Regions from separate parts of the Mus musculus genome. Here regions 2, 3, 4 and 5 are each linked to region 1. A link is a contact called in public ChIA-PET and HiChIP or PLAC-seq data. All regions are on one chromosome and are shown on one strand. The core of a region is the stretch at or near the end of the contact, and the rest is flanking DNA. Distances in the headings are between cores, read along the strand shown. Region 1 overlaps Foxo1 (forkhead box O1). Region 2 holds the start of Cog6 (component of oligomeric golgi complex 6). Region 3 overlaps Cog6 (component of oligomeric golgi complex 6). Region 4 overlaps Gm20750 (predicted gene, 20750). Region 5 has its middle 48 kb from the start of Gm20750.

Region 1 (5,979 bases), core at 1,041-3,540:
GGCCACTTAGAAAACTGAGACCCAGGGCTGTCTCCAGGACCCTCTTGCCCAGACTGGAGAGATGCTTTTTTCTTAGCAGCCCGCCCTCGGCTCTTAGCAAATTTACTGTTGTTGTCCATGGACGCAGCTCTTCTCCGGGGTGATTTTCCGCTCTTGCCTCCCTCTGGATTGAGCATCCACCAAGAACTCTTTCCAGTTCCTTCATTCTGCACTCGAATAAACTTGCTGTGAAGGGACAGATTGTGGCGAATTGAATTCTGCAAAGCAAAACAGTATGTTAGAAGTGCAGCACTCCCCCCTTGGAAAACTTACTGCTCAATGGGGATCAGAGATATACAGTGCCCATTCTGAGCAGCCTAACAGCTCGTAATTTGTGTGGAGGTCAGAAGACAGCTTTTGGAGTCTCTTTTCACCTTCCACCTTTACTTGGGTTCTGAGAATAAAACTTGTGCAGCAAAACAAGCTACCTCACTGGCTCTCAACAGCAGTAATAAACTCAGTAAGAGATCGCAAGTTGATGGAGGAAAAACAGCATCTAAAAAAAGGAATTATTTCTCTAGTTAAATAAGCTCATAGTTTATATTCTCTTTTATACATGCATATACACATATATTGATTTTCATATATTTCTTTTATACAGTTTTTGACCCTGACTCAAAAACAAAGCTCTTCTCAACATTTTTTCAGGTGAAATAAACACCATTTCTACAAAGTGACATTCTCTGTCATTGGGCCCATAGGGTAACATAAAGGGAGATGAAGCAGGATCTATTCCTACTCAGGAACAAAAACCCAAAGCAATACACAGTATCAACTTAGGATCTCAGCTGAAAAGGCAGCGGGGTTTTGAGTGAGTCTGGGGCTAGTTTGAACTATCTAACTCACTCCCAAGATAGATAGATTCCCCCGAAAGTTAGGACTTAAACTTGTTTACACCAGAGTCTTTGTATCAGGCAAATAAAAATGAATATAAAGAAAAGCTATTTTCTTGAGAAAGTTAACTTGCCACAAAATGCAATATTCAAATGTGAGAACATCTCTGCTCTAAGCAAAGCACTAACTTTAGGACACTGTAGAGAGTATGCCGTCCAGAGTGGTAACTAGAGGGGGGCCGGGCTGAAGCAAGCTCCCCTAAGTGAGGTGAGGCCCTTCTGCTCCTACTCAGTGGATGTGCTGATAGGATACTACAACAAAGCCACCGCAAATGTGTGCAAACTGCAAACCCACAGGAGAATACAAGAGGAAGGCAAGGAACCCCCAGCATGACTTCTGACGTTTGGGGGATCCTGTGGTACAAATCTGGGAATGTGAAGAACACTTAGGCTTCCTGCCCCAGCACAGTTGCTACATATTCACCTGGCAGCTCTGAAGGGGCCTAATGCCCAGTCCAGGGACAGAATTCTGGATGTCTCACAATCCTCAGAGCAGAGCTATGCAGAGCTATGCACCTGGCTTCTCAAATTTTTGGCCTTCTCTGCCAACCTAGTACAAGGCTTAGTTGCCCAAATACTCTGTGACCCCTGTTGGACCACAAAAGGCTCTAACTAGATTTGTGGTCACCCAAGGAGGCAGCCACAGTGCCCACATCCTCATGTTGTTGACGGCGACTGAAGGTGCTTAAAGTGCCAACCGTTCTACCAGATCAGAACAATATACAGGGCCAGACTTCTCTGTGACCCTGAGCACATTAGTGCCTTTTCTCAACAAGAGATGGAAAACAAAGTGAGTGTAATGGTAATCTCACTTAGTAAAAAGAGACAAAAGTCAGACACAGACCTAAGAGAGCTTAGAAACCCTTATTTCAAAATGCATTCTGCACTACATTCCACCCAAGGATTGCAACACAACAGCTATGTGTTAAGTCCTGCTGCCAGGGTGCAGAGTGAGGGCGGATCAGACATGGCCCAACAGGAGCTTTCTGGTTGGATGCCAGGCAGGTATGTGGGTATGTGGCAGTGGTAGTCTCTCCTGAGGCTTCATTCTGTTCTTTCACTTACGATCTATCTCAGCTCTAGGTGTGTTATGAGGTCGTGAACTCCAAACATCTCCCAAAAGGCTAAGGAATACATTTCTTTCACGTTGTATCTCAATTCCATGTATTCTCAAAAACATTCCTTGTCCCCACCTCCCTGTCATCCTACCCCCACCAGAGCTACAGCTCTGGCTACTGTGTCCACCAAAACCAGTGATCAAAATCCCCAATTCCTCCTTAAAAAGCAGCAGCCTGCCTGGGCAAGGCCTGGAAAGCAGCCAGCCCTGTAACTGCATTCTCCAAAGCCACCTACATGCTGGGAGTCTGGGCACCGTATCTTCCATGACAATTTGTTCTTTAAACACAATAGCCACACAGATAAGCTCTGATAGGCCTCTACAAGAGAGGGAGCTTGCTCCGGTCCTGTCACATTTAGTTAATAATACAGAGAGTATAGGAGGCGATCCTTCCAGAGATCAGCTTCCTGACTGCCTGACTAACAGGGGGGGGTACAGCTCTATAAGCCTGAGGCAGTTCTGCCAGACGCCAGGGCTGGGGTGGGGGGCGTTTTCAGCAGGACCAAAGAAGACATAATAACGAAGACTCCTAAAAAGTTTAAAAATAGTTCACTAACTTCAGGGTTAGTATCCACTAAATGCTTGGACGACTTCTGCTTATTGTTGGTTGGGTTTTTGTTTTTGGTTTTTTTTTTTTTTGGACATAGCAATCCTTAACTTATCAAAATATCGCACTACATATTTTTCTGAGGACATTTCAGGTCACTCTGTGTAACAGAGCTGTATACTAACTTTGCCAACAATTACCCACCCACCCCCACAACAGGAAAACGTTTGCTGTGCAGAGCTTGTTACATAAATTCCTGTTTTTCATGCAGCCAGTGGGACACTAAAGAGGAGCAGGCTTGAGGTGCTATGTCCACAATACTCTGCTGGGAGCTGCCTGCAACTGATGGAGCTCTGGGATTTTATACTCTCAGCATTCTCTCCCAGCAAGCATTCTGTGAGGAAACAGACAACCAGTGCTACACACTTATTCAAAGCCTGTGTCTGTACGATACCACTAGAGAAGGGCCAAGGCAACCATCTCTCTGTACCAACCACACTGCCCTCCCTGCTGGCTTTCTGGGCTCAGGGGAGCCGCAGACACATTCCTGATGCTTCTGGATGGCTGAACACTGCAAGCACATGCTAAGGGAGCCTGACACAAGCCAGTTCTGCCAGAAAGGTAGACACAAACCTGGTGTACCCCGATGCTCAACCTGTTCTGCTCCTGAGCACTCTGCTCTATGCCCCTATAGACCAGACTCCAAGTTCCTTAAACACAAGATTAAACTTAAGTTTCTAACCTCAAAGCCTCTAACAGGTGTTCTACACACATGAGCTCAATAAAACTTTGTTGACTGACACCCCAAAAACATTACAGGGAAGATGTGAGGTTTTAGGCATCTCTTAGGCATCTACCATTCATGTTCCACATTAGGACAGCTCATGGTACAGACAGCAGAAAAGGAAATAGGAAGGAAGGAGGACCCAGGCTACCCTCCAGAGGTTCTGTGAAAGGAAGGGAATAGTAAGAGTCATTTGACAAACCAACAGATGACCCCCACAGAGCTTTCTAGGAGCCGTCAACTTCCTCAGCTTCTATGTCAAGGACAGTTCAACATACTCAACAAGGCAGCATGTGTAAAAATGCCCGTCTCCATCAATAGGAATGAAGTTAGTTAATAACACTACTAGGACACCAGCATCTTTAGAATAATAATGTTTTGTACATGTATATAAGATATACATATAAGATAACCAGATTCCAGTGTTCCAACTAGTATAAAGCATTCATGTTATTTATGGGAAATAGCAACTCGTGTCAAGGAAGGGTCTGATGGTTTCTCAACACACACATTGCCTAAATTTACACACTACAGTCAGTTTTCTAGTCCTGGCTGGCCAAAACAGATCTGCTTTAATGACCATAGCTGGGTCTCTCCACTGGGTCGGTTTTGAATGAGATCTACTGTACTGTCCTAGGGTGGGAAATGTCAGGCACATAGAGACACAGGACAGGGTTATTTTGTTCTTTGTTCTTCCAACCAAGATGTTTTTATCCTCCCAGTCAAAAGCAATTATCAGGCAATCACTGAAGTGCAGAATCTATAAATATGCATTTACCTTGAAGTTTTAAATCTCACACAAAAAACTATGTCTAACAATGTGCTATAGAACATACATAATATATCTGAACTGCATGAACAACTTGAAGCCCTATCAAAAAAGGGCATGAGATTTAAAAGCAAAACAAAACATTGGAAACTACTCATCCATCATAGTAGACTTCTAGGAATGCTGAATCTCCAACAAAAATCGGAGGTGAGGACCGAGTCATAAGTTAGTCAAACATAGACTCCGTGCCTGCCTCTCACCACCCCCTAAGCCTGCTGGAAACCCTGCCCTGCCCCTGCTTACTGGTTTCAGTTCCTGTCACCTGCTGGATCTGGTGCTTCCGAGGCATCTCTCTTCATCCTGATTGCCAGGTCCCTGGCTCTCAGAACCCTGGCGTCTGACCTGAACCATACTTTAGCGCTTGAGCTTCTCAGCCGTGCGAAGGCCACTACCTGCTGGCCTGGCCTGGGTCTTTTTACATTTCCTATTTCTTTCTACTTTTCAATTCTAGGTGCACCCTTGGTCTTTCTTTCCATACAGTAATAACCACCAGGCAGCAATTTATGCTGATTGCACCTTGCTCATGAAATCCTGGCCTTTGTACCTTACGGCTCTTCCTTTCTAGTGTACTGTTGTGGCTACATCTCTTCTCACCCTACGGGGTAGTCTACACGTAGACAGGTGTCACTGGTCACACTTTAGAAAGGGGGAAACTAGAGCAGAAAGAAGCTCCCTCCCATTAGCTAGAACTCGGGCAAGACTTTGTGATTCCCTACTACACTGCTGCAAGCTGACAAAACCACCTCTTAGTACTCACTTGTATCAAGAAGCAAAGCAACACACTGGAGTAACATGAGTACACAACACACTGGGGGAGAAGTAGTCATTGCACTTACTGCTTTATAAAACCCAGCGTTTGCCCTAATGGCTAGTCAATGTACACAATAAGACTTGCTACCCTGTGGGTGCTTTATGACAGAAGCTACGCTGAGTTTCAGGTATGCATTTTCCCAGGGAAAGCCTATGTAAAGAGGCTACGAGAACTCACAAGGAAAACGAAATGGTCCCTAGAGACCCCCGTCTGCTGAGAAGTGCCACCTGACTGCATAGGTGTCGACAACAAACACAAAGAATCTCATGCTCAGAGACTGGAACATATGGCTAAAAAGCGCCCAGTTGTAGGAATTTTGGAAATTCTTTAAAAAATGCTAGACAAACTAGATTTTCCCAAAGTATTTTCCCTCATTTTTGAGCTTTCTAATTGTGTGCAGCTGTTACAGACACCCAGCAACTATCGATGCCACCTCGTGCTTCCTTTTTACACTGCTATGTGAAAACACACTCAAGATTCAGAGTAGCAAAGCCCACTCCACTACTCAGAGTTCCGATTTGAGTTACTACTAATAATGACTAGTGTCCAGTGTGCTTGTGAGAAGGAAATCATGAGACATTTACTCGACAGTCTGTGTGCATTTAGACATAAATTGTTAATAGTGTACATGAAATTTGACTCAAAAGCATGTTGTAAGAGAAGCCTTGCTTTTTCTCCATAAAGATGGTTTCATTTCAGAGCTCTATTCTCACCTGAGCACCCTCTAAACCATAACCTGTCTACACTAAAGTCCTGACACTTCTCTGGTGATCCCAAAGCTGTCCTCAAAGCTCTAACACTCACCATTCATCTGGTCTACACTCTAAGACACGACCGTCTTTCTAGGCCATCTGACATGGAACTGTAGTTACCAAACTGCTGTGGATTCCCATTTTGCTCCAAAGTGCTTCATCTTATTCAAAGCATTCCAGAGTAAAGAAAATTCCTCTAAAGCGATC
Region 2 (5,979 bases), core at 1,758-4,257, 670 kb before region 1:
CATATTTTGTTTTTTTAGTTATCCTTTAGGGTGCTAGTTTTCTGCTACTCACCAATTACTGAACACTTTCTACCTCACTATAGTTTCATATACAACTTTCTTCTTACATTAAAAAAAATTCTTGAGGATGGAGAAATGGCTCAGAGGTTAAGAGCATTGGCTTCTCTTCCAGAGGTCCTGAGGTCAATTCCCAGCCACCACATGGTGGCTCACAGCCATCTATAACAAAATCGGGTGCCTTCTTCTTGTGTGCAGGCATAGATGCATGTAGAATACTGTATACTAAATAAATAAATCTTAAAAAAATCTTTACCATGAAAGAAGTATTAGACCTATGGAATTCATTAGTCTTATTATGTATTTCAATTTGAAGAGGGAACTGCCCTATAATGTAGAAGCTACCAACAACCTGCTAGCAACAGCCAAGAAATGGCACCTCATTAGTCTAGGGCCCATGCTGTTCTTAGCTAGAGTTCATATTGATTCATTACCTCATATAGTCAGAATATATAAACTAGAAACAAAGCAAGCTTGTGTGTGTGTGTGTAGAATTGGACTTCCCATCATATTGTTCTTGGTCTGCAAAAATATATCATCCTCGTAACACCAATACTGGACCTTAAACCAGTGGTGACATCTTGGTGTTTGCAATTGACAGAAATGAGGTCTTGCATTGAAAGATATTAGGACATTAAGATAGAGCATCAGCAGGGACTCATTGAACTAGAGGCTGAGAACTCCTCATGATGCTGAGTGACCAAACCAAGAGAGACTCGGGTGGCTGTATGACAGATCCTAAGGAGGAACTGGAGTCACCTGTGGAGTATGGGAGCAAGGATGGGACCTAGAGAATCACCAGACCATTTCCTAGAACTGCCATGCTCTGGGGCAAAATGAAAACCACAGAAACCTCATACAGGCAGAACCACCCAAAGGCTCTGATTCTTTTTGTGTGACTGTGTAAGTCACCTCACCAGATATCAAACCTTGGTCAGCTAACAGTCTGGAAAAGACAGAAATCTTGCATTCCAGCAACAGCTTAGTGACAGTTGTGGGAATAAGACCTATAGTGTTTACCCATTTTATTCTGCTTTCTTTTTTAAAGAACAGCTTCTATAGGATTGGTTATTGATCGTTACTTTACTGCTATTGAGGCAAAAGTTGGTGCACAGCAAAATCTTGACTTGACTGGAGTACAAATACAGAGTGGAGTAAGGCCCCCGCCCATGCAAATACTGAACAAAAATGTCAGAATTTTATTTATTTATTTATTTATTTATTTATTTATTTATTTACATATCATGAGGAACTTAGGAGTTATACATTTTTATTGCTATAGACTTTGCATGGGGGAATTAATCAATTATTTTAAAGAAGTGGTAGCAAGAAAGTTGTTATTTGAAGAGAATATAAAAGGCATATAGAAGTTGATAAGGTTTACAAGGTCTGACATCCTTGGAAGAGTGGTGCTGTGGTCTGAATGCTTGTGTTTCCCTAAAATGCAAACACAGAATTCCTGGTCTCTGCTGTTTGGAGGCTGAACCTTGAGCTATGACTAGATGAAGAGGGCGAGTTAGTTATGATCTTATAAGACAGCTCTCAGAGAGCCAGCTCATCCCTCCAATCTATCAGATGAGGTTAGTAGCACAAACATGTCCATCCATGAACACAGAAAGGGACCCCAGCAGAACCCAGGGCCATTGGTGCCTTGACTCTGGACCTCTCATCCTCCAGAACAATCAGAAATAAATTTCTATTGTTTGTAAGCTACCAAGTATAGAGCATTTTGCTGTAGTAGCTGAAAAGGATTAAAGAAGATTGCAGGAATTAGTATATAGAGATTTGAAATTTTGGGTGCCTGTGCCCAGTAACATGTTATGGCGAGAGAGTTGCTACCACAGAGCAACTGCCAATAAATAAGACTAGCTCGATAATGTGAATCTGAACTTGCAGGTGTAATAAAAAAGATCAGTTAACACTATCACAGTATGGCCATTATTGATAATTGTCACCGTGTTTTGTAAATCAAAAAGTGATATCGCAGGCTGAAGAGATGGCTCTGTGGTTAAGAGCACAGCTGCTCTTGTGTAAGACCTAGGTTCAGTTCTTAGGACCCCGGATTGGAACCATCATAACCCCAGCTCTAGGGGGACATGACGCCCTTTCTGGCCTCCACTGGGACTGCATGTATACAGTGCACATCCATGCATGCATGCATACACACATACACACATGCATACAGGAGAAACACTTTCTTGCCCACTGCTTTCCAGCTACACTGCCTTTGGTCAGTTTGTGAGAATGCAAAGTTCCTTGTTTCTGGGCCTTTACATGTAGGCTTTCTCCTATTTGGAGATTTCTCACAGCTCTAGGTCTCTTTTAAATCTGAAATTAAAGGCCAGGTCCTTCCAAGCCTTCTTGAGTAACCACTTTGGCCTGCATTTCATTTCTTTCCTCTGTCTCTTCATTGCCTTCTGTTTACTGTCTTGTTTATTATTTATGTCAGTGCACACCAGCAGCCCTGGCAAATACTCTAGCTTCGATTGATGCTTTTCAGAATGATGAATTCAGATAAACGAAATTTAATTGCAATCAGTTCTGTTGATCATGCATGCATGCCAGCTACTGGTTTCGGCATATTTTACATATACTTTACATTATTACTTTACATATTTTACATTATTACTTTGGCTTTTTTTTTCAAGATTCAGATTCCTGAAGTCTCTTTTACAACCTCCAACCTCTTTTTTTTGTTGTTGTTGTTGTTGGGTTTTTTTTGTTTGTTTGTTTTTTTTTTTTTTTTTTTTTTAGTTTTTCGAGACAGGGGTTTCTCTGTATAGCCCTGGCTGTCCTGGAACTCACTTTGTAGACAACCTCCAATCTCTTCTGAGCGTGTCCTCGCCTCCCAGGATTTTAAAGTAAACCGGGCAGGTAGAGCGTCTCGGATCGCGGTGCGCATGCGCGGCCAGGTGTGCGCATGCGCGAGTGAGTGCACAAGCGCAGTGCTTCCGTTACGCCGGGTCTGTCAGCGATGGCTGACGCCAGCGGGGAGGTGGCTGCGGTCCCCGCCTCCGGGGCCGCCAATGGCTTCAGTAATGGGGCAGGTGCGACCCCCGCGCAGCCCAACAATCCGCTGTCGCGTAAGCTGCACAAGATCCTGGAGACACGGCTAGAAAATGACAAGGTAACCGGAGGGGGCGGGGCGGACCCCTGGTCTCGGGCAGAAGCTGCTGCTGTCCTAGGCGTAGGGAAGCGCTTTTTGGGGTAGCTGTGCCCTGCCCTTGCGCTCTTGCTGTGTCCTTTACTTGAACTCCTTCCCGCACGCCCTCCCCTTAACCGTCTAGAGCAGTACTTCGCGGCTCTTATCAGAGCTGGCTGTCTCCCCTGCAGCTTTGAGTAGCCAGGTATAGCCGTGCCTACGTGGCACAAAAGAATACAGTAAGGTGGGAGCCGTAAAGACGTGGGTAAAGATAGAAGTAAGTAAAAATAAGCTGTCAACAAGAATTTGACTCCTGTGTGTCAAAAACAGAACATTAACATGCTGAGTTATAAATAAAGCCCTGGGCTAGATAGGGTTGTGACATGCTACCAAAAGCCATACTGAGTAGGACAGCTTGGGATGACAAGCCCAGTGTTAGCATCAAGAAGAAACTACAAAGCGCTTCTCAAAGCGGACCTTAGGTCCACAAAACAGCGAGAAAAAACAAAACAAAACAAAAACGTCATGGTCGCTGATTTGAGAAATTTGCTGCGGGTCTGATGAATAAAACTTTCTGAATCCCTGTGAACCACAGTACTTCAAACCCTGCTGCAAGGACTGGTCAACATAGTAGACCCGTTTCTCCAGCACTCCCAACTGCCAGGCACACAAGCCACTCTTTGCAATTTGAGTGAATCGAGCTATAAAGTTTTGCCTGCATTTATCTGACTTTGGCTCTCACTTCTTCAAGCATCTTGACAACTTTGTGCAGGAAAAAACACGTTCACAAACAACTGGAAGCTCCCTAAGAGTTCACAGAATCCAGAACTCATTGGCAAAAATGTGTCCATTGTAAAGGTTTCTGTTTTAATTAATAAAGGTGTTTGAGCTATTGATTTATAATTGGCATACTAAAATCAGTTTCTTTTGCACCAAACCAGTATAAATGTACATATTTTTATCTCATGATACTTGGTGCTATAACTTTCTACACTTTGACAATTCACTTACAGTCTCTCAGAACATATACTACATAAAGAATTGCCTTCTCAGAAATGGAGGAGGAATGGAGGGAGGGGAGAGGGGCTGTGAGGAGAGTAGGGGAGGGGAAACTGGTCAGGATGTAAAATAAAGTTAAATGAAAAACGGGAATTACCTTCTTGTAAAAATTAACAAATATATTAAAGTTCAAAGCAATTCTGTTGTGTACTACCTTTACATATATAACTATATGTAAGTAGACTGTGAATTGTGTCCTGGAAGTAAGTTTACTGCTTATTAATTAAGTCAGATATTACTTTTTGAGTCATTTAGTGGAAATAAGTCAATTGAAAATAATTTTATTGAGTTTTGGCTGGATATCAGGAAACCACTGAAAAGTCAGCCCCAATGATGTCCCTCTGTTGTCACTTCGGCAGGAGATGTTGGAAGCTCTCAAGGCCCTTTCAGCCTTTTTTGTTGAAAATAGTTTGCGGACTCGAAGAAATTTACGTGGTGATATTGAACGCAGAAGCTTAGCCATCAATGAGGAGTTTGTAAACATCTTCAAAGACGTGAAGGAGGTATGTAACTTCTTTTAGTGTTTATGGAGAGCTATATGTTTGGTGTTTTGATACTTTTTTTAATTAAATTGCAATGTATCTGATAATGTACTGGTCAACTAGAAGCCAACTTAAAAGCTTTTATTTGAATTATTGTCATTTCTAAATTCTTTACCTCTATTAAAAACTTACAATATTTATTTTGAGAAATTATGTTAAGAATTGTAATTTCTTAATAAAAAAATCACATTTTTTCAATGGTTTTCCAGAGGAGATATTATCTCATTTAATGCACTACCTGAGGTGATCACTTCTTCATTGGAAATTAATTAGTACTGGGTTACTTTTGTTATCTCCTAAGGTATATAATTTTCAGGTCAAGGTGATTATTTCAACATGAATAACAATTCAACATGCTTGACTGTGGTTTATTCAACCATGGGATGAAGATCAATGTTATTTATTATGTTGTGCTTTCTTTATTGTGTAATATTTCATGACTAGTAATATTACATTGTTAATGTTGCTATATACTGACATATTAATGTAGAAATCAGATGGAAGTGATAAACATGGTTTTAGCGAGGACTTGATAAAAGAGTTCTAAACTTACTAGGTCTCGTTGAGTGAAGGCTAAGAATCTCAGAGGTGGAGAGGAACACTTGGTTTTCTGAGTGACATGAGGATAAGTAAGTACGTGGATAAAATTACATTTGGAATTGCCCGAGAATAACTCGGTTTATAAGGCGAGAGGAAACATGGATGGGGAAGCGGGCAGACAGGAGAAGCAGGAATGGTCCCGAGTTGATGCTGCTGGGGTCGGATGGAGTGCATGAGGATTCACAGTGTCGCAGTCTGTAGGAAATGGTTCCCTATGGTGGCCTGTGATGTTCTGTAGCCAGTAGGCTTGCTCAGGGAGCACAGGGAGGTGATTGAGTAAACGTTAAGATGGAGACTATAAATAGGGCTGTGCGTGTAGCTCAGGTGGTAGACTACCTGCCTAGCATCACTCAACAGTAACATCGTCCTGTTGCATGGAATTGCTCTCCTATATTTTGAAAATAAAAGTGATTTTTAAAAGAAATGATGGGGCACTGGGCATGTTAGTTTGTGACTTCTAACTTTATGTAGGTATCTTTGAAAAGCACTGGTTCATCTCAGCTACTAATCTAACCCCCTGTCCAGGGTTAGCTGAACTGTCTCCCTGTCACTTTGTTTGGAGGCCTCTTGACTGTCCTG
Region 3 (5,979 bases), core at 1,653-4,152, 650 kb before region 1:
TCCATCACACACTCTGTCACACGTTGGTGTGAGTGGCAATGCACTTTGACAATCTCTTCAGTGTTGATTTTTCTTCAAGATTAAATCAGCTCTTGATTTTTAAAGGTAATTTGTCGATGCCTGTTTTTTTTTTTTTTTGTAAGATTTATTTATTATTATATCTAAGTACACTGTAGCTGTCTTCAGATGCACCAGAAGAGGGCATCAGATCTCATTACAGATGGTTGTGAGTCACCATGTGGTTTCTGGGATTTGAACTCTGGACCTTTGGAAAAGCAGTCGGTGCTCTTAACCACTGAGCCATCTCTCCAGCCCCGTCGATGCCTGTTGTTAAGCTATCTGGTCTTGTTATTAAATCTCTCCTTCATGCACTTGTTTATAAGTTAGCTGGCTATCCTCAGTTAGTTTTGCATTTAATTCTGAAAGGCTATACATCCTGGACCATCTCCTGATTAGGAAATAATCCATTTCCTTGTCATTTGCAGGTTTTGTCCTGTGCCCTGGATCCTCTCCTCCAGATGTGTACAGTGTCAGCCAGCAATTTAGGCACAGCTGACATGGCCACGTTCATGGTCAACTCACTGTACATGATGAAGACAACCCTGGCTCTGTTCGAATTCACAGACAGGCGCCTAGAAATGCTTCAGTTTCAGGTGAATTTTGCTAGAAAGAGGATTCTCTGATTTTGCATTTTCAGCATACCAGCTTTTGACAAATGTCAATGGCCTAACTCCATGAGTTCCTTAAGGTAGTCTATCCAGAGGATGTAAACACATGCATGCATGATTGTATGCGCTTGCAAGCACACACACACACAATTTTGGCTTTCAGTTTTAGAGATGCCAGAATGTGAGGAACGTGATGAGATTGTAGTGTGGATGGTGCCAGGAAGCTCTCTGATGGACTTGAATGTTCAGTGCTATGCAGATGCCGTGTTACATGGCAGGCTGTATTTCTCCAGCAGTGCACTGTGTACAGCAGGTGGTACAGAGGACAGAAGCAGTACCAGGCAAACACTTCTTTAACAGTCACTGTTCCCGTTAGCCCGCTGGTGTCTCTCAAAAACTGAATGATGGCTGAGTCAGAGCCATCTGTAAGTTACCTAACTAACACTTGGGTACTGATGCACTGACTGGTAGTGCAGCGTTCAAGGGAACAAGGCTGAAGCAAAGACCCCGAATGTTCTATTATAAAAAGCACGAACACTTTAGTAGTGAATATAGTAAGTTTGATTTGTTGCTTTGTGTTTTTCTGAGAAGTAGCTTTTATATATGTAAATTTTCTAATTTCTAACTCTTTTAAAAATACTTGAGGAGGATCAATAATAATAACATCTTAATAATGTTGGAGTTTGCTGTACAAAGGCACAGTTGTGAACTAGTGTCTCCCATTCACCTATTTGTACACTCATTTCCTTTGGAATGTACATTGGCAGCTCTAAATTCTGGTGTGTGACACTTAAGGTTTTGGAGAGGATCCAGTTTTTAATACCTTTTAGCTTAGCACACAAATAATGGGCTTCAGGATAGCATCTGCATGAGTGCATGTGTGCTTGTCCACTGCCCTCTCCTCTGTTCCTCCTGTCCCCAGCCCATGCCCTCTCCTGCTGCCTGCTGCTTCACTCTCAGCCCCTCATGCTTATCTGTGTCTTCTATTCCTCACGACCTCGTCCTCCTGTCCCCACCCCATGCCCTCTCCTGCTGCTTCACCCTCAGCCCCTCATGCTTATCTGTGTCTTCTATTCCTCACGACCTCGTCCTCCTGCCTCATGGTCACTTTGGCCTTCTTGACCTACACTATAGTCTGAGGCAGGAGATGGCCTTCTGAAGAGTCTCTCCTCTTTTCAGTGCTGATAACTGAGCCATGTAAGGGAGAATGATTAATTTCCATACTTCATAAGTATGTTTTGCATATTTGTTTCTAAGTCAACCCCAATTCTCTGCCACTTGTCTCAGATCTATTTCCTTAAAATGTTCATTATTTTGCATTACCAGCAGTTACATGCTTGTCTGCAGTTCTGTACATTTTCTGCATGGCACAAAGTTCCGTATCTGTTAGATGGAGTTTGTTAGTTTGTCCAGAGTCTCTATGCTCCCCACCACGTATGATGTGTGCGCTGGACTCTGCACACACACTTCTAGAGACATACAGGGGTAAAGCTAGACTGAGGTTCATGGGATCCTCCAGCTACAGTTTGTGTTGTTGGGTTGAGGCTCCAGATCCCACCATCACCTCACTCCTCTCCAGCTGTCATCTAGCTTTCCCCAGCACTGCTGCTAAGATCAGGCAAGTCTGAGCCTCCTGGAATAACAGGCTCTGTCCACCTAGAAGCCTGTAAGGATTTTTCTTTGGGTTCAGTTACTTCTCCACAACATATTAGGTATTTCTTTTTTCCGATTATTCCCATCATAAACATTTGAGAGCCATTTCCGTTCAAAGATTCAAACTTTTCACTCTGTCTGACTGTCTGTCTGTCTATCTGTCATCTCTCTGTGTGTTACTCTCTTACACTCTGCAGATCCTATCTTTGTTTCATTTTATATCATGGGTCTCTTCTCCAGTTTACTGTGCGACTCTTTGTCTCATTTCTTTGATATTTTCTGTCTCTTTCTTTTTCAGTTCACTGACTTGGCTGTCAGCACTGTCTTCTTTTTCACTTTCATTAAACGCTTACATTTGAACGAACTATTTTTTTTAGGTTTCAGTAAATCCAGGAAGTAAGGACCCTTAGTTATGCTTCCTTGGGTATTTACATGAAAAAGAAGAACGTGGGAGGCTTCTTGGTGGGAGGAAGGCTGGTGCTGGAGTGGCTTGAACTAGGCAGGCTTTGACATAGCGCAGAGACGGGAGTTGGTGGTGCTCTGTGTAGTTGACAGATTGTAAAATTGGGGACGCTTCGTGGTGTGTAAGGGAAGGGGGAGGCTGGCAAGTGGGAAGAGCAGCTTCCTTTTATTGGGGCGCTTTCCTGCAGGTGCCTCATTTCTCAGCTGCAGCGCCGATTCTCACCAAGGTTCTTCGGAGATTGGGCTGTCCAGGGAAGGGAGGGAGGCAGGCTCAGGATGTAGCCTTCAAGGCCTCGTTCTCCCTGAGTAATTTATTTCACATGGTTGTGACGACTTCCGAGTTCTGCTTTTGAAACAGCTGAGAGAACAGGCACCCATATTTCCTAGCTAGTGGCCAGCCCTGGAACTGTTGGTTAGTTGTAACTAAGGGAAGCAGCAGCTGTCTCGGACAGACGGAGGCTGCCTGTCAGGTCCATGATGGCCGCCCGCCGGCCCAGTGTGCTCTGCTCTTACTGATAGTTCTCTTCTAAGTGCTTCTTCTGCTGTGCTTTATTGTAGATTGAAGCCCATCTGGACACTCTTATCAATGAGCAAGCCTCTTATGTTTTAACTAGAGTTGGCTTGAGCTACATCTACAACACTATACAGCAACATAGACCTGATCAGGTGCGTACCACTTGGCCTGGCAAAGGGGCAGCTGGGGTGGCTTCTAGAGATGACTCTAGAGTTTAATCGTGGCCCTGCTACGGATTAGCTGTCTTCTGTGTTCATGTCCTGCGCTGAGACAGGCTAAGTACAGTGACTGTCAGGGCTAGGAGAACGCCTGAGAATGAGAATAATTATTGGTGAAAAGTAATGAGAATATTTAGGAATTAGTGTCACAAGATGCGAAGACAGAGAAACTGGTGTTACAAAGTGTATGCAATGTTCATACTGATGGATTTTTAAAGTCCCATTTTATTTTCAACCAAATGAATGTATGGATTGCTAGACAAGTAATATAATCCTCCATCTAACTTAGCAGATCAGTAAAGAAAAATGTTCTGAACTGAAATAATCTTACAGAACAGAACCCCAGTACTAATAGGTCCTGGGGTGATGGGAAACCCTAATACAAAGTACCATCCTGCCTTAAAAATTAAGCAAAGAATTAGCAGCTTTTGTTCTCTAATTTTTCTGAAATGGATTGACAGTGCAACTTCGCTGTTCTCTGCTCGCTTGGAGGGCAGCAGCCTCCACACCTGGCCGCAGCCTCCAAGTGCTTGTCACTTTCCTTTCCTTGCTCCGAGTACATCTCAAGGGTGGTGGTGTTTCCGTTGTTGATAACTTGCGCCTTTGCTCCTCAGTCACCGCCCTACTCTTACTGTAGTTACGAGAAGCCGCTTTTCTTTGGAAACAACTATGTGATTTTTCTGAACTTGGGCAATCTTCTAATGAACCATTTTTATAACTTTCTTCTAGGGTTCTTTAGCCAATATGCCCAACCTGGATGCTGTGGCGCTGAAGGCTGCAATGGTAAGTGCGTAACAAGACATTTCAAGTGGGATTTCCTTAGGCAGGGCTGCCCATGGCTTACTGTGTGGTGAGAATGTCCTAGGTAACAGCTTTGCTCTCTTGACGTTCAGTTGGAGCCCAGTCACAGCTCCTGAGTGTGTGCTCCTTTTATGAGTTCTCCCAGGATTTATCGTGTACTGGAATCTTCTATCAGGCCTCAGTCACGTCACCAGCACAGTTTAGAATTTCTTTATTTTCCGAGTTTGGTTCCTATTGTGGCAGAGAAGCAGGCGTGGCGACAGATGTGAAGCACAGACTTTGTACTGCCGGCTCCTGCTCTAAACCTGTGCTTTTCCCTGAGGTGATAAGTAGGATTTCAGTGTGTGTGTTATTCCTCTGCAAGAGACTCATGGAACCTTCAGGTTATGGTTTTCAAGTGAACAGCTCCAGTTGGAGCAGCAGTAGGATGCTTGCCTGGCATGCATGCAGTTCTGTGTTCCATCCCTAGCACTACCCAGCATGCACACACACACATTCACATGCACACTCAGACACAGTTACACACGTGAATACACACATACACAAACTCACAAATGCATACACTCATGTACATTCACACAGGTATACACATACTCAGGCGCGTTCACACTGATAAACATATCCACACTCATGCATACACTCCGGCACTTACTAAACATATCCACACTCATGCATACACTCCGGCACTTACTAAACATATCCACACTCATGCATACACTCCTGCACTTACTAAACATATCCACACTCATGCATACACTCCTACACTTACTAAACATATCCACACTCATGCATACACTCCTGCACTTACTAAACATATCCACACTCATGCATACACTCCTGCACTTACACATACACTGATAGTCTCAGGTAAGTACAAATAAACAATCATACACATCAATATACACTAATGCACACTCAAATTCATACATTCAGTCAGTGACACACCTATACATTCATGCACGCTTCCAAACACACGCACCCATCCGTATACTAACACACACATGCACAGTCTCTAGCACACACACAGGAGTTTATTTCTTCCTTTTAGGATGAGCACCACTTTGGGCAGCATGCTTTTCTGACGTAAGCTTGCTCTAGGCATATGCCATAGATGTGCGTGTATGTTCTGGGCATGACTTGTAAGTCATGTAGCCCTTCACTCATTAGTGAAATTCTGCATTTCACAGCGCACAGTTGCTATAACTCCTTAGTTCCATTCACCCAGAAAGTCAGCTTCCAGAGTCTGGAGGCTCGCCTGCTGCAGTTGCCATCTGTCCTGAGAACAGTTCTGATACCAGAGACCCTCTATGTTTCTCTCTCAGCTTCTTTTCCTGATAGAATACTCAGACAGAATCAAGTTAATGAAGAAAGGGTTTGTTTTAGCTCACAGTTAAAAGTTTCTGCCTACTTTGAAACAGCTGGCCAGATGCAGTCTATAGTCAGAAGAGAGCAGTGAGTATACATATTCGTCCCCACCCTATGAAATGGCATTGCCCTGATTCAGTGTGGGTCTTCTCACAGTTAACCCAGGTAAGATTCCTAGCAGGCATGCCCACAGCCCAGCCTAACTTACATAGTCCTCACTGAGACTCCTGCCCAGGGAACTCAAGGCCCTGCCAAGCAGGCAATTGACATTAACCATCACAGCCATATTCCAGGACTG
Region 4 (5,979 bases), core at 2,084-4,583, 580 kb before region 1:
TGACTGACTAGGCTGTGTTCAAGTGTGTCAAAGAATGTCACAATTGCTCAGTGCTGCCTGGCACAGGATCGGAAAGAGAAATGCCAGTGTTGGTGCTCCCTAGTGTAGAATTAATTCCCCCTGAGCCCACTTTCTTCATCTTGAAAACAATGCCGGCCAGAGTTATGTGAGTTATTCTAAGCGTCAGGTGTATGCGGTGAGAGTATTGTTTCGGGGTTAGCGCTGGGAACATTACATTCACTTGCTCAGACCATTCTTGGAATTCGAGTCAATGAAAGCATTCAGCTTTCTCCATTATCCATCCCAACATTCACTGTGCATTGGTATCTGGGATTATATTATTATGTTTCATTTACATAATGCCTGCTATCTGAGACAGTCTTACGGATTAGGGGCTTTTGTTACGTGACGTTTTATAGTTGAGCCTCAAACACAGACACTGCTCACGGAAAAGGAAAAAGTACACTTGAAAACGTCTCGCAGGCGTGTGATTCTGTGGACAGATCTAGTTTTTAATATGGAAGACAAGATGTAGAATCAAGTAGCCAATACCCATATTTTAAGCAGCTGCCCCCAGAGCAGAAAGAAAAGAAAAGAAAACCTGAAAAATGCCCCACAGTCAGGGGTTGGAAGACTCTGTAAGACATCCTCTAGCTTCTCAGCCACGCCTGCCATCCTCCGGGCCCCCAGGGACCACTGCCAGTCTTGTTTTGTTGCTTTGTTCTTCGCTGCTCACATGAAGCTGGCTCTCAGCCTCCACAGATGATCCTTTGAGGGTGGGTCCAAGTTCTGTGGGGACTGACACTTAGAAATTAGGGACTTCCTTTTAAAGAAAATAGATTTTTCAAGGCCTCTCAATTTTTTTCACATTTTCCATAAGCCTAGATATAGATCACAATACGAAAACCTTCACTGGAGTTCTGGAAGGAATTTGCAAAACACCAGTAATGTCAATTACACCATTTTCTTGTTTTTAGCAGTCAGCGTTTTGTTTGTTTGTTTGTTTGGTTTTAGATTTATTTATTTATTTCATGTATGTGGGTACACTGTTGCTGTCTTCAGACACACCAGAAGAGGGTATCGGATCCCATTACAGATGGTTGTGAGCCACCATGTGGTTGCTAGTAATTGAACTCAGGACCTCTGGTAGAGCAGTCAGTGCTCTTAACTGCTGAGCCAGCTCTCTAGCACTAGTGGTCAGTGGTTACAACTCACTTTTAATCATGTTGGAGGTATGAAGGCAGCTCCAGTCTGTGTGTGACCTCAGGGCAGATAGAGAGGCAGTAAAGCCTTGGCTTCATCTATCCCATGCTATGGGGATAAGAATCCAAATCCCAAAAACATATGAGTGGGTAAATGTTTAAAGTTTGCTTACAAAACAATATGCACTCAGCTGTGGAACAGACCCCTGTAGATGAGTGCGATTACAATCGTAATAGAAAGTAGTTTCTCTCTCTCTCTCTCTCTCTCTCTCTCTCTCTCTCTCTCTCTCTCCCTCCCTCCCTCCCCCCACCCTCCCCCTCTCTCCCTTCCTTCCTTCCTTCCTTCCTTCCTTCCTTGCTTTCTTTCAGATTTATTTATCTATTATACACTGTAGCTGTCTTCAGATGATCAAAGTCTCCGTCTCTGGAAAGGGTAAAAGGTTCCACTTCGGTCCCTCCGGTCCACTCTTCCTTCCCCTTCTCCTCCCTCCTGCTTCTTCACTCCCCTAGTCACTCTTTTTTACTTTTCTTTTTTCAGACTTCCTTCCCCCAAGTCCCCCAATTCAGCTTTCTTCCCATTTTTCCTGCTTTCTACCACTTTCTTTTCATTTTCCTTCTGACATATATTAAAATTTCCAAAATATCCCAGTGATAGTGTTGACCACAGAAGACAGATCCATTATATCTGTAAATCCCATTCTTACAATAGTTACAACTTTTATTATTTATTTTTATTTTATATGTATGTTTGTCTATATGTCTGTGTGCAGTACCCAGAAAGACCAGAAGAGGGAGCCGGTGCCCTGGGACTAGACAGCTCAGATGCTTCGGAGCTGCTATGTGGATGCTGGAAACCTATCCCGGATCAGCAAATGGCTGAGCATCTGTCCAAGTCCTGTTGTTTTAACAATTTGTAAAGACTACTAGGCAAATTTGTATTTATTGTGACTTCATAAAAGGACTCCATGGCCAAGGAATGACTCAAGAAGAAACAGTATAACTGAAAATCAGGTAGTAGCTAAAGTCCCAAGGCACAGACACTAAGTGTGGACATGCTGAATAATACCCAGACTCCCACACCAGGCCGCGGTTACTAAAGCACACAGAGGAGGTACAAACTCTGTTTTCAATTTTCTTCTGGAAAGTTACCGTGTTTTGGTTTTTCTCAAACTGGGTATACAAATAGGCTCTCCAGCTTTGAGACTTTTTTTTCCCTCCCATTAAAAGTCATCTTCCCATCATGGAAACTTAGAAACGTTGTTTTGCTACAAAATTTTAAACCTGAAATACTTCAAGTCTCAGGAAACTGCCTAATAGGCACCCAGAGAGTCCTGTCAATCAAACCCAGCAGATTTGTTGTATTGTCTCTGGTCTCTAATCCTGTTAAAAGAGTTGAATGGTTTATATAAATAGTTAGGGCCCTGCTGTAGACTCCCTTGCTGTTTTTCCTCCTTACTGCAGAATTCAAGGCCTTGTTGAATTCATTTTGTGGCTTCATGGTTGTTTTCTGTGGTTGCAATTATTGTACCCTTCTTTCACTAGAAACAAATGGATAAGATGTCCGACTACTGGCCTGTTTCAGATGCAAATGTGAAGAGTATCCCAGGTTACAGAGCGAATGCTCAGAAAAGAGATTCACGACAAAGGTAATTAATCAACCACGGTTACACTCCAAAAAGATTTCCTACATACAAAGTTTCTAGTTCTTTAATATGTGGTGGAAGATGGGGGGATGGGTTTCACCGGTCTGATTCTTCTAATTCTGACACAATTTCTCTCTCTCTCTCTCTCTCTCTCTCTCTCTCTCTCTCTCTCTCTCTCTCTCTCTGCAATATTATTCATGGGCAGCAGTGGTGTGTGTGTGTGTGTAGGGGGTGGTGCTGTATGCACCAGGGTGCTTTTGGAGACTACAACTTTCAGGAACCTGTAGGTCCTGAGGGTTGATCCTGAATTGTCAGGCTTGGATGCAGGTGGCTTTACCAGCTGAGTCATCTTGCTGGCCCCATGATGTTTTTGTTAAATCACAGAATCAATGGGAACTGGGAATGAGAGCTCTGGCTCCCCAGATGTGGCTACTTGTAGAACCCAGCAGCCCCAGGTCTCTTGTAAGCATTGGAAGCTGTGAAAGAAAGACTTTCTTTATTCTGAGAGGGAACAGAAACTAATGCTAAAGAACAGAAGACAAAATGGGGAACTTCGCTGTTGAAGACGGAAATAATATCTACTTATTACTTCAATAAGATTATATACTGCATATATCACCCAAACAGAAAGAGAAACTAAAAGCTATAAATACATATTGATGCAGTTTTAGACTCTTGAGTATTAGTGGTCTTTCAGTTTTTAACAAATGTCCTAGTGGCCATGGGCTTTAGAACGGTGAATTAAAATAAGATAAAAGTGTGATCTCAAAATTGAGATGACATCACCCATGAATAAATTTCCTAGTTATTTCACCTTTGCTGCCTTGTTTCCTAGCGTGGGTAGCCTTTAAGATGCTACTCTAGGATGCGTCAGCATGCATCTGGCAGGTGGTTGCAAGCATGACCCACCTGGGAAGAGGGAACCTCAACACGGAATTGCCCCCATCAGATTGGCCTATGGACTGTCTGAGCGGGTGTGGTTTGTGATTTCTCATTAATGTAGGAGGGTCTAGACCACTGTGGGTTGTCCCGTGCAGTATAAAACACACGGGACGCAAGCCACCATGCAGAGCTCCTCCATGCTGCCTCGCTTCCTCTCCCGGGTTCCTTTCTTGAGTTCCCTCCCTGGTTTCCCTTGACGATGGGATAACTATGGGCCAAATAAACCCCTTGATCCCCCAAGTTGTTTTTGGTGAGTTTCATCCCAGCAATGGTAAAACTAACTAGGACAACACGTACACTGTGAGTGCATAGTTACTTTTTTTTTTTAAGATTTTTTAAATTTTTATTTATTTTATGTATATGAGTACACCATTGCTCTCTTCAAACACACAAGAAGAGGACATCAGACCCCATTGCAGATGTTTGTGAGCCACCATGTGGTTGCTGGGAATTGAACTCAGGACCTCTAGAAGAGCAGTCAGTGCTCTCAAGTGCTGAGCCATCTCTCCAGCCCCAGAGTTACTTTCTTTCTTTATTATTTATTGATTTTGCTAGGACTCTGCCAGGAAGAGTTTGTTTGAAACATAGTAACTCAAGATCTGATTGAAGAATTTTATTCTCCCTAATAGGATACCAAGTTATACTGGTAACGATTTGCCTCTTAAGAATTATAGTCTGTGACTCATTTTTTTAAATCTAGAACGGGGCCGAAAGTCAGATTATGTGCATCTAGCATAGATCTGCTTCTGAGCTTCATAGCTGAAATAAGGTAGACCAGGTTAAAGTTGAGAATTGTTTTAAAGACACACGCACAGGCAATGTTCTCAGAAACTCCCACTCAGACTTGCCCTTTAACAGGTTGTTATACATGACAACAAGGAGCACTACCGGGCTTTGTATGTATTGGTTGCCCAAAGGACAGAGGTATAAAGTGAGCTGTTACCGTAACAACAGTTAATAGGTCAGAGTCTCACGCGTACACTTGGCTTTGCCTCTGTTGATTTATTACACCAATCCCATTTCTTGGATATTGCCATTCACATTCTACTGACGAGAAAGTTGAGGATTGGAGAGATTAAGCAATTTTCCCAGGAGCAACCAGCTAGTGAAAAGTCTGAACTCGAATCGACTCCCGTTTCCTGAGTTCAGAGCTTGTACATCAAACCATCACATGTTTTGGGGCTATTGGCTATGGAAGCACTCTCTTGAGTGCTTCATTTCTGTGAGACAAAATATGCTGACAAAGTAATTTAGTGTGTGGGGGGGGAGCGTTTGTTTTAGCTAACAATTCCAGGAATACTTAATGTTCAGAAATGCAAATACCTTTTATTGAGGTTGTTACAATGAGAGGCATTTTTATTTGAACACTTACTCAAGTTGAAACATCACAAACGCAGCGTTAGATCATTGAGGGAAAGGGACCCCCAAGTCAGTTACAAGATGGGACTGTAATACAAGCGTTTTAAAATTAAAACATTAGTATTTGAGGATTTGTGATTAAGAGTCTGTTTAGAGCATCCCCCCAAACAATGGACAGGTAGGCATTAAAAGCTTCACTTTAGGCAATGGGTTTTTATCTTCTCTTCTTCATTGCTCCACTGTTAGACCAATGTTTACATTGTAGATAGATTTGCTTAGGAATTTAATCAGTTGATACACCTAAAACACTTGATCAGGACTCTCCATAGACTTAGCGTCCAGTGCTATCTCTTAATATTACTACTGTAAGCAACGATGACAGAAAGACCTCTCATATTCTTCTTTCCAGTTTTAAGCCCCCAAGCCTTAACTTAGAATATATCTTTACTTCCAGTTAGGATATTAGGTCTAAAACACTTAATCTCATGTTTCTATTAGGAGGGTGTGATTGTGTCAGCGAGGAGACTCATAATTTAAGAACAGTTTCAGTGAGAAAGTTAATTGACTGCCTTCTGGCTAGTGGAACTTGTCTCGAATTCTTACACTTTGGAATGAGTTAACTCCACTCTTAGAGCCCCAGACCCCAGCTGCATTACTTAGGAAAGGATCTGATGGAGATCAAGGCTAAGAGATAGTGAGGGACATCTGGGTTCTTTCCAGCTTCTGGCTATTATAAATAAGGCTGCTATGAACATACTGGAGCATGTGTCCTTCTTACCGGTTGGGACATCTTCTGGATATATGCCCAGGAGAGGTATTGCTGGATCCTCCGG
Region 5 (5,979 bases), core at 2,487-4,986, 540 kb before region 1:
TGTGGACTCCTGTTCTGCTGTCAGTGAGCCAGGGTGGGGCAGGCCTTTAGCAGCATAGATGTGGTATGTGTCCTCTACACCCTGAGGTCTGTGTTTAAAAATATCACAGACACCCCTCCCTGTGCTGGTGACAGTCAGGCTCACAGGGATGAATAATCATATTGACAGTCATTTTGGGGGTAAGCAAGAAAGATCAGTGAGTAAAACTCACCCCAAAGTGCAGAAATATCATGAACTTCAAAAGATGTTTACATTGTAACCAGGGGGATTTGTTTAGTTCCTGTAACATTTCTATTCTTTCTTATCCTGAACAGTTGCTCTCACTGAGAATGTATCTTGCGGGTTGCTGACATGTAATTCATTCGTTCCTGTCAGGAGCCTTAAGACGTTGCAAGCTTGCTTGGAGAGGTCTGACAGCCAAGCTGGTAGTAAATAAAGGGTGTATCAGTCCATCCCGGTCACCCAAGAGTGGGACAATTGTGAGCCATCTTTTACCTTACACATTATAAAAATAGCCCATTTTCAAGTTATGTAACATAAATTTTAGGGGAGTCTGTAAGCATTCGTTTTTCCATTGTAACTTTAGGATTTTTTAAAACTAGCAATGGGCTTGTTTTCAATGAACGAGGAAATAAATACAATAATCTCTAAACTGGGGTGAAAACAGCGCATAACTGGACTCATTTCTATTACCTGGGACTGGGCTCATTTGCCCCTTCAGTCCATTGCATGCATAAACACTGATAGATGGGGCAGTATCTTGTATTTGGGACTAGAGTGTTTTGATGATAGCAGCCGACTGAGCCCTGGAGTGGAATGTCTCAGCAGCAGTTAAAGGTTAGCAAGATGACTCCACTTGCCAGTAAATGTCTTCAAAGCAGGAACCAGTTATGCAATGTGGAGCCAAGGGTGAGGTTGTGTGGCTCTCTTAACCTCCCTCTCGAAACCTCTAGACACAACAAGTCTTGCTCCAAGATGCCTGGAGCCTAGAGGCAGAAAAACTAGGGCAGGAGTGCATTCTGCCATGGGTAACGGATGCATAAACCTGAGGCCCTTAGGACCAAAGAAGCCAACTTTCTTATACAGACTAAGGTACGAAGAAGCTGGGTGCTGTGCCCGTGGGTGACAGAAAGAAATCAGGAGGAGGCAGAACCCTGACACCCAGGCACTCTACTGTCTTTTGTGGAAATCCTGAGTGCTGAAAATGTATCCTGAGATATCCACTACTGTATCATTGTTAATTGTTTGAACTTGAAAAATATACTCTGGCTGTATAAGTTGCAAGTTATACTTGGGTAATAAGCACTGAAATATCTAGAGGTTAAAAAAAAAAAACTAAGTAACTGTCTTCAATAGATAGCTAGAGAATGGATAGATGGAAAGAAAGAAAGAAAGAAAGAGAGAGAGAGAGAGAGAGAGAGAGAGAGAGACAACGGGGAGGGGAGGGAGGAAGGAAGGAAGGAAAGAAGGAAGGAAGGAAGGAAGGAAAAGAAGAGAGAAAGAAAGAAAGAAAGAAAGAAAGAAAGAAAGAAAGAAAGAAAGAAAGAAAGAAAGAAAGAGAGAAAAGATGGATGGATAGATAGATAGATAGATAGATAGATAGATAGATAGATAGACAGACAGACAGGTTAGAAAGATAGGCAGGTGGACAGACAGGCAGATCACAAGTAAGAAAGCATATGAATAAGGGGTTGCAGGTGTGTTTGCACTAATTTTATTTAGAGTTATCTAAGTTTAAAAATATTTCCCATTTAAAAGTATTTTATTTTATTTATTAATCATTCCATTCACTTACATCTCACACAATATCCCACTTCCACAAGGTCCTCGCCCCACAACCTCCCTCTCCTCCCTTCCCTTTGCCTCTATGAGGGTGCTCCCCCACCCATGTACCCTCTCCACCCCTCCAGCATCCCCCTACACTGGGGCATCAAACTCCACAGGCCTCCCCTCCCATTGATGTAAATTAGTAATGAATAAATAAAATTCCCAGGATCACAAGAGAGGCAAGTTCCTCTAGGTCTCTGCCCTGAGCGGGGCATGTTTATCATGGAAAAACTTGTAGCCCCTCTTGGAAGAGGCAGACTCAAGAGACACGACTTTCTAAAAACCCATTTGATGAGGGGGGCTTATTGAAATGTTTTTAAAAATTACCCGAAGGAGTCTGTTCTTTTCTGTTCATATCCACGACTGAGCATGTTTCCAGAGTCAGCTATAATTCAGGGAGAAATGAGTGACTTGTCAAAATAGCCTAGCGCATGCTCAGTATGCTCAGTGGAGGGGAGCAGACAGACAGCACCTGCTGCTGAGACACAGAGCTGTTGGCTTGTCCCTGCCAGATTTAAAGTTCACCCTGCTTTGTAATTAGAGAAAGCAAGGCTCGGACCATTTCTACATCATACAGCTAAGCAGAAGTCTTCACGACTCTCCACTCTGGCCCCTTGCCATCTACAGTCAGAGCAGAGCCTCCTTCAGCCATCGGCGATCCTGCGCACACTGATGGCTTCATACCGTGAACCACTCCGATATTCATGCCCCTGCTGTATATGAGTTATTAATAAAATGATGCCATTAAGCTGAAGTGTACTTTAATTTTTCATTAAATAGAAACAAGGACCCAAAGAAGTTTGCTCTGATTTCCCTTCCCATTCAGGTTAAGAATCTATGTTAGTTTTTTTTTTTTTTTTTTTTTTCTCTGTGACAAACGTGGTACCAAATGGGAAATCATGAACATTTACTCCACCTCCTGAGGTCCCAATGATGAATGGAGGCACAATTCCACTAAGGTTTGCTTATAGGAGCCAATGAGCTTCATGGGCTTCCAGACAGAGAGTAGGTGAGGGTTTCCTTATAGGGCTGTGGGTGCTTCTCTGCCCAAGGGGAAACGTGAGGAAAGCTCTCACCCTGTAAGGAAGAGAGCTCCCCATGACTCATAGATGGAGACCATTGTCCATTGTCGTCTCCAGTCTGACTGCTTTAGCTTCTCCCTGAGACCAAAGTTTCATACAGCAGATGGTACTAGGTGGTAATACCTAGTGACCCTCCCTACCCATCCATGATGATGTCTAAACAGCTAACAAACCCAGCTGGGATACCCTAGCTCCCCAAGATGGTGGCTGCTTGGCTTCGAAGACAGTCCCACACAACAGGCAGGTACCCAGAAGGCAACCTAATTTAATGTTGTCCCATGAGAACGCTAACACCGGAAACTTCAAGAAAAAGAAAAATCACAGCGCTGGTTAAATGCTGAACCAGGACTCAGGAGCCAGATAACCGGTCATCAGCTCCATCGTTCTTCCTACAAAACAAACTGCGCTTGGTGAAGGTGTTTTAATTGTTTCATACTAATACGTTTAAAGAGCTAAGGCAGCTTTAAAGAATAAGTAGGCTACAAAGGGCCTTTTTAAAAGGTTGCACACGGTGTCACTTCTAATATAAGCATAAAAGTTTAACAATTAAGTGCATTTCTTCCCAGAGGAGAGGCAAGGAAGGGTAACCATGCCCATTCTGTAGTCTGTTGCAATTCCCCAATCAAAACCACAAAGCCATGTAACGGAACTAGAAAGAACTCCAGAGCCCTGAGTGGCTGCCAAACATGAAAATGGGTTTAGAGAACAAGAGCTGGAGGTGGGGGAGGTGACTCAGAGACCCAGTACCCTTCCTCAGTTGCAGGCCAGTTCAGCCCTTCATCAGATAAGAACGTTTTTACGCACAATGGGCCAATTTACCTCACACAGGAAAGCCTGTAGCTGGGTTCAGCCCACCACTTCCTGTGGGAGTCAGCAAAACAGCCTCAACCCTTCCATGCCTTTGACCAAAATACATCCAAGACCTCAGAGGAGGCCTCTCTGCTCATCCTGCTTATTTAGTGGGAGGAGACCACAGTCAGCCTCCTGGCAGTCATGAGGATGGGAATGTCCAATCTTCAGGTGTGCTTTTACTGTGTGCCCACACAGGAGATTATATGTGTGCATATACCCGTGTGCACCTGTGTAGGAAGACTTAAACATTTGGAGGGCGGGGTGGGGTGGGGTGGGGTGGAGAGAACTCACTGCTTTATTCATACAAGTTAATTCTTCGCAGTTACAATATTTCCTGCAGTTTAAACAGCAGCCCACAAACACTGTAGCCGATCCCCACACCCGCTGGAGCTCATCCCCCTCCTCCCTCCCTGTGGTTATCCTGGTCTCTTCTGGACTCTGCATTCTGGGATGCAGGGAAACACACTTCTTTCTAATATATTTTCCTAGGGAGAGAAAGGTGTAGGGCGGATGCTTATCAAAACTCGCTGTCTGGATTTCGTTCTAAGGCAAAGTCAAATGGCAAAGAAGGACAGATGATACAATGTCATTCGGCTTACTTGGAAGCAGCGTCCAAACAACCTAAGGCTATGATTATCTCCAGACTTGAACCCTCTCTTCCTTTCCCTGTTTCCCTCACATCCTAAACATTCCAGCATTGTTAGAAGATCTCAAAGTTTCTCTCCTAGGGGACCACTATCCCAAACTATGATGGCTAGTGTGGATTATTAGGTTGACCCAGTCTCAGAAAACCCTGGAAGAGAATAACAGTGAAGGAGTATCTAGATTTGGTTAGACTGTGGTTGTGTCTATAGATTATCTTGATTATGCTAATTGGTGTGGGAAGACTTTCACCGTGGGCGGCTCCATTCCCTAGGAAGGCTATTTTGAACTGTGTGAGAAGAGCTACCTGAGCACCAGCAAGCACGAAAGTGTGCTATGACCAGCTGCCTCAAGTACCTCTTACCTTGACCTCCTTGGCAATGGACCATAACCTGGAATTGTGAGTCAAATAGGTATTTTCTCCTTTAAGTCGATTTTTCTCAAGGTATTCTATCACAGCAACAGGAAATGAAACTGAGACACAGGCCATTAAGAAATTCTTTCATGCCATTGCCCTTTGTGTTGTCTGTACAGGTCTGCGATATGAATAGGAAAGCTGCTGTCTCCTCTCATTCAAATCCTGTATCCCAAAGCATTCTGGCATGGCTCATCACTAAATCTGTTCAGAGGGCTCCCTTGCCCCACTTAGCCCAGCACCACTGATGTGAGAACCATAGTTCTAGATGCAAAGTTTATTTGGTCAACTGAGAGCCCCCAGAGTTTTGTTCTTACAAAAAGGAAGTTCACCCCCATGGGTGATTCTAGGCCAAGTCTAAGATTATACAGAGGGATAAAGGATAAATTGTTCTAAGAATTGAGTCCTAGTGTTGAAACAGCATGCCTGTTACCCACAGTGTTGGAAAGGAAAAAAATATCTAGATCTATGGCTGCAGCTTTGTGTATAACAAAGGCAGATTAACAAGAGAAAAGCAAATACAAGTTTTATGTGACACCAGGACCATTATAAAGAAATTAAGAGCCAAAGAAACAGCTACATGTTTGCTTTTATGCTTAGCGTGGTAAAGAGTCTAAAATCTTGAAGAAATACAATTGAACAAAGGGAGTGTATGATCCAATGATAAAAAAATGGGGAATTTTAGCAACCCTGGTTTGTTTGATTTCCTACCCTTGCCTTGTGTCTTCTGAGATAAGAGCCCCTTGTTCAGAAGGAAGGGTCTGCGATCTATTTCAGGGAAGGTCAGAAAAATCCTTCCTAGGTTTTATGATCAGCTTGGGGAAGAAGGGTGGAGGGAAGGAAGGTCAGAATGACCTTCCTGCTTCTGCTGTTTTCTCAAATTCTTTCAGCTTGAAGTATTTTGGGATTGCATGTCCTGGGCCCCATCAAAAATTAGTTCAGAACCTAAAAGGCTTGAAACTTATTTTGAAACCCACGTTCTCTCAAGGTTGCAGTTCTGATAGAACCAAGCTTGAGGCCTTGGGCTGGAGGGTCAAGCTGGTCTGGCTTCTCTCTCAATGAACTCAGCTCTTTGGGTTTATTATTATTACTATATTTCTTGCTGAGCAGAGGAATTATTTATCTTTATAAGCAAAACTAGAGAAGGCCCAGAATACTGAG

Evidence for each region. ChIA-PET counts read pairs in DNA pulled down with a chosen protein or histone mark. HiChIP or PLAC-seq counts read pairs in DNA pulled down with a chosen protein or histone mark.
Region 2: an RNA polymerase II ChIA-PET map of effector CD8 T cells shows a contact between it and region 1, with 6 read pairs. The contact joins the promoter of Cog6 here to the enhancer-like site in region 1. A contact is called at or near these places in 8 of 39 promoter capture datasets (3T3-L1-derived adipocytes, the C10 cell line, the HPC-7 cell line and 5 more) and 2 of 115 datasets of contacts at active chromatin or transcription factors (effector CD8 T cells and memory CD8 T cells).
Region 3: a contact with region 1 is called in an H3K27ac HiChIP or PLAC-seq map of T-cell acute lymphoblastic leukemia, with 8 times the contacts expected there. The contact joins two enhancer-like sites. A contact is called at or near these places in 1 of 484 Hi-C or Micro-C datasets (granulosa cells), 3 of 115 datasets of contacts at active chromatin or transcription factors (T-cell acute lymphoblastic leukemia, large pre-B cells and memory CD8 T cells) and 1 of 9 other capture datasets (embryonic stem cells).
Region 4: a contact with region 1 is called in an H3K27ac HiChIP or PLAC-seq map of large pre-B cells, with 4 times the contacts expected there. The contact joins two enhancer-like sites. A contact is called at or near these places in 2 of 484 Hi-C or Micro-C datasets (bone marrow-derived macrophages and embryonic stem cells) and 3 of 115 datasets of contacts at active chromatin or transcription factors (double positive thymocytes, large pre-B cells and memory CD8 T cells).
Region 5: a contact with region 1 is called in an RNA polymerase II ChIA-PET map of effector CD8 T cells, with 9 times the contacts expected there. The contact joins two enhancer-like sites. A contact is called at or near these places in 3 of 115 datasets of contacts at active chromatin or transcription factors (cardiomyocytes, effector CD8 T cells and memory CD8 T cells).

What each region holds. Positions count from the first base shown.
Region 1 is chr3:52,339,317-52,345,295 of GRCm38.p6, reverse strand. It overlaps Foxo1 (forkhead box O1), which reads right to left. Exons shown (of 3, transcript NM_019739.3): 2 at 1-257. Among named protein-coding and RNA genes, the nearest start is that of Foxo1, 74 kb to the right of the region's middle. Within about 2 kb of position 2,290, at least 78 of the 459 cell types and tissues checked have an H3K27ac peak or open chromatin away from gene starts, as enhancers often do. A contact at or near this core is called in 3T3-L1-derived adipocytes, effector CD8 T cells, hippocampal neurons and 1 more, where this site is marked.
Region 2 is chr3:53,014,251-53,020,229 of GRCm38.p6, reverse strand. It overlaps Cog6 (component of oligomeric golgi complex 6), which reads left to right and starts at 3,007. Exons shown (of 19, transcript NM_026225.3): 1 at 3,007-3,184; 2 at 4,618-4,761. The coding sequence starts at 3,032.
Region 3 is chr3:52,987,429-52,993,407 of GRCm38.p6, reverse strand. It overlaps Cog6 (component of oligomeric golgi complex 6), which reads left to right. Exons shown (of 19, transcript NM_026225.3): 15 at 486-653; 16 at 3,342-3,449; 17 at 4,245-4,298. Among named protein-coding and RNA genes, the nearest start is that of Cog6, 27 kb to the left of the region's middle. Within about 2 kb of position 2,902, at least 41 of the 459 cell types and tissues checked have an H3K27ac peak or open chromatin away from gene starts, as enhancers often do.
Region 4 is chr3:52,921,460-52,927,438 of GRCm38.p6, reverse strand. Gm20750 (predicted gene, 20750) reads left to right here. Exons shown (of 5, transcript NR_040555.1): 2 at 2,745-2,848. Among named protein-coding and RNA genes, the nearest start is that of Gm20750, 3.2 kb to the left of the region's middle. Within about 2 kb of position 3,333, at least 29 of the 459 cell types and tissues checked have an H3K27ac peak or open chromatin away from gene starts, as enhancers often do.
Region 5 is chr3:52,876,263-52,882,241 of GRCm38.p6, reverse strand. No RefSeq gene overlaps it. Among named protein-coding and RNA genes, the nearest start is that of Gm20750, 48 kb to the left of the region's middle. Within about 2 kb of position 3,736, at least 81 of the 459 cell types and tissues checked have an H3K27ac peak or open chromatin away from gene starts, as enhancers often do. A contact at or near this core is called in effector CD8 T cells and memory CD8 T cells, where this site is marked.